2 separate regions of the Gossypium hirsutum genome follow, and region 2 is linked to region 1. Evidence: chromatin contacts called from public Hi-C data. All regions are on one chromosome and are shown on one strand. The core of a region is the stretch at or near the end of the contact, and the rest is flanking DNA. Distances in the headings are between cores, read along the strand shown.

Region 1 (3,629 bases), core at 600-3,099:
CATATCCCTCAAGTTAGAAGGAATCTCTCCATAAAGTCCTTCAAAGAAATCCACCGCCTTAGCTTGCAGAATGTCCTGATCTGAACACCATTCCCCATTATCAATGCGTAAGGAAAGGATATGGTTAAATTTTCTTCTTCTCAAAGTACGGCTAAGAAAAAACTTTGTATTTCGGTCCCCCAGTTGAAGCCAATCACAACGAGCCTTTTGTCTCCAAAGAAGGTCCTCATGATCTAGCACATTTTCCAGTTCATCCTGAATTTCTATTTCTTTTCCTGCTAAATACGTAGAGGAAGAATGCTCCAAGGTTTTTTGGATATTATTAAGCGATCTCATAAGATTTCTCTTACAAGTGCCCAGAAAGCCATAAATATTCCTGTTCCATTCTTTAGCAAAAAAAGTAAAATTATTTAAAGAATCAAACATATTACCTGCAAAATTCCACTTTTCTCTAACAAGGTTAGAGAAATCACTATGTTTCGTCCATCCTGCCAAAGCCATGAAATGAACTACAATTAGATCTAGTAGATAACAAGAGGGGCCTATGATCAGACTTAATGTGAGTGAGATGATGAACAGAATAATGTGGAAAAACAGACACCCAAGCATCGTTAGTTAAGGCCCGATCAAGTCTGACAAAAGTACTGCCTCTTTGCCATGTAAAAGCAAGCCCATTGAATCCCAAATCCTGCAACTCACAAGAGTCAACAAAATTACCGAAAAAATCACAACGCTTACCAACTAACACAAGACTTTTTTTTATCTGAAGGAGATAAAATTGCATTAAAATCCCCCATAATTAACCAATGAGAATAGAGGTTAGGATTAGCAGATTTTAAATCTTCCCAAAGAAGCTTCCGTTTAGACCTATCAGGACTGCCATAAACAAAGGAAATAAAAAAGGAATTATTGGGATTAGGACTATTAACACGTATGAAAATAAACTGAGGGTGATTTCGAACAATATGGATTTGAATAGACTCCTTCCATCCAACCCATATGCCACCTGAAAAACCAACAGCTTCAACCCGATGTGAATAGTTAAATCCTAGATTTTCAATAATAAGGTTAGCCTTATTACCACTCACTCTCAGTTCCATCAAACAAACAATATCAGGCCTATGCTCAGCATTGTACTCCTGAAATACTCGTAAAAATTTCCTGCTAGCACTCTCTTGACAATTCCATGAAAAAAATTTTAGATTTAAAAACATAATAAAATATATAAAAAATACACCAAACCTCTAATATCAAATTAACAAAGAGCAAGTCAAACAAATAAGAATAGAAAATATATCCTTATTGTCCAGAAACATTAATTCCCTCTTTTTGCCCACTAATTTCGATGCTAGATTCAACCTCAATATTAGGCTTAGCAAAAGTCGAGATGCTCTCAGCAAGAAATTCTATTGACTCCTTCAAAGGTGTTCGCTGGACTCCCGAAGTTTTGAAGCGAACATTACTGCTATGGAGAATTTTAGTCTGTTTTTTAACAAATCCTCTGGTTCTATTTTTAAAAGCTTTACCTGAACCAGATGGAAGCGCAAGAGAAGGAGAATAATTATTAGAGGGGTTTTTGGTGTTCTCAAGAAAGACGACTGCCGAATGTCTACCATAATCAAGGTTACCAACATCTAGTGAGACAGCAGTCCGCGTTGACTCCTCCAAAACTGGCTGATTTTTTGATCCTTCTCCTTCGACTTCAAGACCCACATCGTCACCTGGAGTTGTTTGTGACTCATCTGAAAAAAAGGTCTGACTACCTTTTCCAGCAGCAGCAGAGGGAAGATGGGCTCCCAAATCTGGACCAGAAGGTTCCAAGACTCCACAGGCCTGACCAGCAGGTATGGTTCCAATGCCCAAACTACTATCAGGCTTCTTTGTGTTATGCGATTTTCCTTTCAGGCTTGTGCTGGGCTTATTGGGCTCCGCATTTGTTCTACTGTTCCTTTTAAAAAGTGGGCCACAAATGTCCATCTGATTCACCTCCTTTAAGTTGCTTTTATTATTATTGTTTCTTTCTCTGATTGTTCGACCATTATTAGGATTAGCAGAAATTTTCTCCATAGAATTACCATGTAAAATTTCCTTCCCTTTATGGCTTCTAGTATCCGACAAAAAACCCTCAAAATCCTCTTTGTGCATGTCTTTATTATTAAGGGCTCTAAAGCGAGATCCTTTTTTCCAAATCTGTTGGACATTTAAGGGATTTTGTGTATTATCTCTGATTTTCCGCCTTGATTTCTTCTCAACGATCATCCAAGGCCCGAAATTCTCGTGCTCCTTCTCCGCGTCAACCTTGGTCGTGTTTTGAAACTCCGATGCCATTTCCGACGAGGTATTCTCCTTTTCACTGGGGGTTTCAGAATTCTTAAAAGGGCAAGAGTTTTCCACATGCCCATATCTCCCACAATGAAAACAGATTGTGTATAAAGATTCATATTCAACATTCTGCTTACGTCCATTGATCAGAATATGTGATACCAACGGCTTTTCCAGGTCAACATAAACAGCCAATCTAGCGAATCTTCCCCTAGTCCTACTATCAGTGTTCATATCCAATTTAACCACTTTTCCAACCATTTCCCCTATCTCAGTGATGATTTTATGATTATATAAATATCCAGGTAAACCAGGAAATCTAATCCATGCCATCACAACGCTCGGATAAGCTTGTGTCGGATCAAAGGCTAGCGACCAAGGCTGAACCGTCAAATATTGTCCAAAGATGATCCAAGGTCCTTCAGCAAGAGCCCTTTCACAGTCCAACTTATTCTGGAATTTAACCAAGAAATAACCATTTTCTATATCCATCATATGTAGAGGTGCTGAAGGTCTCCACAGATTGAACAATTTATTCTGCAAAACCGAAAAGGAAATGTTACGACCAAGAAGTTTTAAAATCACTGTGTTATCCATACCTTGAATAAGGATTTTGTGAATCCTATCCGAGAAGGAAATGGAAGGTACGCCATCCACAAAGGTTTTTTGAATGTCCCCATCCAAAATTTCCATATCTTCTTTTCCTTCCAAATCAATGTGAGTATCCTTTGACGAATGTCCTACAAGCATATCCCTCCACGAGATAGATTTTTCTGGAGATGTATCGATCAACATATTATTGTTTGTATCAACATCTTCATTTCTGAAAGGAACTTTCTTAGGGATCAACTCCTCAGTAATGGATTTTTCAGATTCAGTATTTTCGCAGAGAGAATTCATAGAGCTCTTATCTTTTTATAAAATGACCTTTAACTTAGAAATACTTTAAACATTCAAACATTTTGTTTGATATTCAATTGGGAAAGATGATACAAAATGATGTTTTAATTTGGTTTTATTTATTATTAACTTTAATTACTCATTTTCAAAATTAACCTTTAAAAGCTTTAATAATTACACAAAATGCCAAGCCATTATCATCCACTAGCAAAATAATGGTCTAATTACCATATAAGAACCTCCACTTTAAAGTCCTATATTTATTTAATACCTTTAGCTCTTAGAACTCATCTTTTGCACTTTACGCGATTTAGTCCTTTTTATCAAATTGAGTATGTAAACGGTAAAATTTCTATCATGCTGTAGACAATAAAATAATAATAAAATAATTTTTTTGACTTCAGATT
Region 2 (4,057 bases), core at 915-3,414, 64 kb before region 1:
TCAAGTACCTGATTACAAGCATAAAAGAACAATTAAAATTTTATACTTGCTCAAGAAGAACCAAGACATTTTTGTAGTAGTTCCATGACATTACAAAACATCTTATTCAGATGTATGTAATAAAATACAATGAGACTCTGCAAATGGTTTATCACAAAGTACTGCTAGAAGCCGACCTATGTAAGAAGTTTCCAGTTTTGCTACATGTTCAAGTTCAACATAATCCTAGTAGTAGTTCCATGACATTACAAAACATCTTATTCAGAACATTTATTTGGGTGATTTCTTAGTTATCCAAGGAAAACAAAAGGGCATAAAAAAATTTGAAAATTTTCTACTGAAACAACAGTTGAAACTCAAATTTCACTCAATCAAAAATGACAAAAAGTTTCCTCGATACTGAAATTTACAATTGAACCCAATAAAACATAATATGAAACTAATGAAACATGTCCAAAATATAATCCTTCAATAAGCATGATAAATTCCACATCATTATCCCCTTAATATGAGAAAATGCAGGATCAAATGCTAAAGTATTGAAGTAAAAGAAATGACCAGCATATCCTTGTACAAAATGCCAGCAACAGATATCCAAACTTTTATTGACACTTCCAATAGAACTAGCATGATCTTGTCCTTCATCACATGTAAGTCACCTGCTCTTAACTCTCTAAGAAGGAAGGGCAATTCTATTGCTAGGACAGAGGACGTACATAGAAAAACTAGCAGATCCCTAATGTATAAACATAGCATTGAAGGACAATTTCTGAAGCACACTATTAACCTTGCAACAAATGCCAACTCAACAAGGTCAAATACCTGTGGCAAAATTGTGCAGGCAAGCTCATCAAGCAAAATCAGAAATCAGGCAACTATTAGCAAGGAATTATTGTTAGATATTATATATGTATAGTTTCTGTATTAAGAGATTATGACTGAACAGACTCAAATTCCTTTTTCTTCTCTGGCCTCTCTTCTCAATTCTTGATTAAGTAAAAATTTGGTTTTAGAGCTAGTCAAGATTCAGCCATAGAAGCTGGAAAAGCACAAGAAATACAAAGAAATGGCAGAAGGAACTAGACTCAATACCCATTCTAGATTCAACTGGACACACTTAAGGAATCTAACAACCAGAAATATGCTAACTTTGTGGAAAATCAAGAACATATCACTAGAATTTTGGAGTTAATGGATAAAAAAGGACTACTAGCAAACCAGAATCCTGGGAGCACAATACCTATACTGATTTTTAGATTCCATTGTAGCTACTCAGTCAAGGTGAAGGCAAGAACTCTGTAGAAGTTACAGTTACTGATGCACAAGTTAAATATACCTATAAGCATCATAATTCTTGTTTACTAGACAACCATGCTTTACCTGAAACCAGTAAACCAGAAAATACTAACAGTTGAGTCTAAAGTTAGTGTGAGTCCAAGCTAAGATCAAGCAATCATTTAAACCCAACACTCAATATCCACATCATAACACAAAACTGTAGCTCAAATTGATCGGGTAAGACAAAGTTGAAAAACGAAGGGCTTCGATTTTTCTTTTTTATTATTTAAAAAAAATTTTGTATTACATGAAACAATAATTAGAGAGAAAAGGAAGGAAAACATAAGAGTAATCGATCAGAGATGAGACATTAGAGAAATATGCAGATACCTCGAGGAGATCAGAGATGAATTTTTCTCGACTGTGGACCCTAATGTTTTAGGGTTTCTTCAGAATACAGAGGCAAGGCCGACGGTCGACCGACAGAGACGACGATGCAAAGATGGTGCGGTGAGGCCAACGAACGGAGATGAGGAGTCGGAGGAAGAGGGAGAACAACTACTTAGAAGAGAAGAGGGAAAATGTCTTACGGATTAGAAATCGGTAAGACAATTTCCAAAATTTGCTTTTGATTTTACCCGTGTTTGTAAAATGTTTTCCTATGGGAATTCATTTTACACAAAACAAACACCGAAAATTTCGGAAAATATTTTTCGGAAAACATTTTAAGCCAAACAAAGGCACCCTAAAATTTTAGAAAATTACGTTTACATATTTCTCATTGCAATAATAATAATTGTGCCAATGACAATTCAGTAAGCGCATAAATAAATACTCTAACAATCTTCTCTCAATATTAAAGGCCCCCAACTTCACCTATAACTTAGAAATGACCTGTTATTTGTAATCACTAGTCATTATCTTTTGTCTCCAGTATTTGCCACCCAATTTAAGGTGTTTGAAGTGAGAGGAAGATGGCAAGTTCGTCTTCATTTTTTAGGCAGCTAAGTGGCAAACAAGGTTGGAAATCTAAATCCTTGCGTTGGGGAGTGAACAACAAGAACAATATTTGTGGTGGGTGTGAGACAAGCTTAAAAGCTCATCAAATGGAAGGTCTTGACATGTACGGCAATGGTGGTGCTGGTAGTGGTGATGATGGGTTGGTTTTAAGGAAGAGAGTGATGGTTTTAGTGGACAAAAGCTCACATTCTAGGCATGCAATGATGTGGGCACTCACTCATGTAGCTAACAAGGGTGATTTGCTTACTTTGCTTCATGTTATCCCTCCAACCCCCAACTGTTCACACTCCCCTTCTTCTTTTACTTATCTTGCCAACTCTCTTGGCTCACTCTGCAAAGCTTGTAAACCCGAGGTACCTCAAACTTTTCTCACTTCTTGGGTTGTTTTGCTTCATTTCTTTTCATTTTAGAAAAGGGGGTGCATCCCTCTTCTCTTCTCGTTAAGGGAGACAATAGGGTCGCAATGAAATGAAGCAAGTGGATATTACTAAATTTACCATTTTCCCACAGTGGAATACTTTGTATTGCCATACTTTGCTCAACTATAGGTATATCCATCCTTAAAAACCACTATCAACAACGCATCCATCTTTATTTCGCTCCATTCCACTCCACTCCACTCCACTCTAGTTTGATTTTTTTTTTAATAATTAGACTACACGTTTATTTATTTATAATTCTTGTTTTTAATTAATAATTTTTTGGATAAAATAATAAATATAGAATTATATGAAGAAAATGTATTGTTTCATTATATTAAATATATTTTATTCTTTAAAAACATTAACGATATATATTTTTATATACCAGCCTTGAGAAAAACAAACCCCACCCCTGTCTCCATTGTTCAAAAAAGACCAGCTTTATTTGGAGCAGAGCAAGTCTAAAATTTATTTATTTTTATAGTATTCGGTGAAGATTGATTGGATTTTCCATGGGAAATCAATACGAATGAAAAACAGGTAGAAGTAGAAGCATTGATAATCCAAGGGCCGAAGCTGTGGACAGTGAAGAGCCAAGTGAAAAAGCTAGGGGTTTCAGTGTTGGTAGTGGGTCAGAGAAGGCAATCTCCATTGTTAACCTTGTGGTGGGTCTTTATAAACCCCTGTTTTGAAAAATACACATTTCTCCATCTCACTCTCATCTTTCATGGTTGGGTTTGCAGTCTAGGCGGGAGCAGGCAGAATGATGAGTTTGTTGAGCAATGTATCAAAACTATAGATCGACATTGCCTTACCATTGGGGTTAGGAGGCAGAGCAATGGCCTCGGTGGCTACCTTATCACCACCAGGTGGCTCAACAACTTTTGGCTCTTGGCTTAGTCTCACACAACGTTTGCTCAATAAAATATGATTTGTTGCTTATGCTTACTATTCCTAACTTGTTCACGATTTATAATTGGTTGATTTCTTATTTATTGTAATGAATTTTATGCTATTTGTGACATGAAATATATAATATCACATTTCTAATTGAAATGATCAAATGTGATAAAATTTTGAGTGATTCTGTTTGGAAGATACATTAAAAAAATCAATTTAATGAAATATTTTTTAATTATTAAATAGTAATTTAGATTCCATCTAAGATTTTCATATAAATTTGTTGGTCTTGTGTTTGATTCTCAAATGATGTTTTTCAATTATTTTATTCGAATATTATATAAAAGTATGCGAAATTACCTTTTAAAATAAAGAGTATATTAGTAATTTTACAATTGAATTGATATCGAGTCGACTCATGACACTAACTCAATCAA

The links. Hi-C and Micro-C count contacts between places; a contact is called where the count stands out from the background.
Region 2: a Hi-C map of leaf shows a contact between it and region 1, with 2.3 times the contacts expected there. The contact joins the promoter of LOC121214621 here to the enhancer-like site in region 1. A contact is called at or near these places in 10 of 34 Hi-C or Micro-C datasets (anther, callus, leaf and 2 more).

Annotation. Positions count from the first base shown.
Region 1 is chrD02:13,314,736-13,318,364 of Gossypium_hirsutum_v2.1, reverse strand. No RefSeq gene overlaps it. Among protein-coding and RNA genes, the nearest start is that of LOC107910386, 16 kb to the right of the region's middle. Within about 2 kb of position 1,849, at least 9 of the 9 cell types and tissues checked have an H3K27ac peak or open chromatin away from gene starts, as enhancers often do. A contact at or near this core is called in leaf, where this site is marked.
Region 2 is chrD02:13,378,374-13,382,430 of Gossypium_hirsutum_v2.1, reverse strand. It overlaps LOC121214621, which reads left to right and starts at 2,164. Exons shown (of 3, transcript XM_041088456.1): 1 at 2,164-2,651; 2 at 3,261-3,385; 3 at 3,464-3,867. The coding sequence starts at 2,253. The coding sequence ends at 3,620. LOC107910391 (a long non-coding RNA gene) reads right to left here and starts at 2,042. Exons shown (of 3, transcript XR_001687626.2): 1 at 1,669-2,042.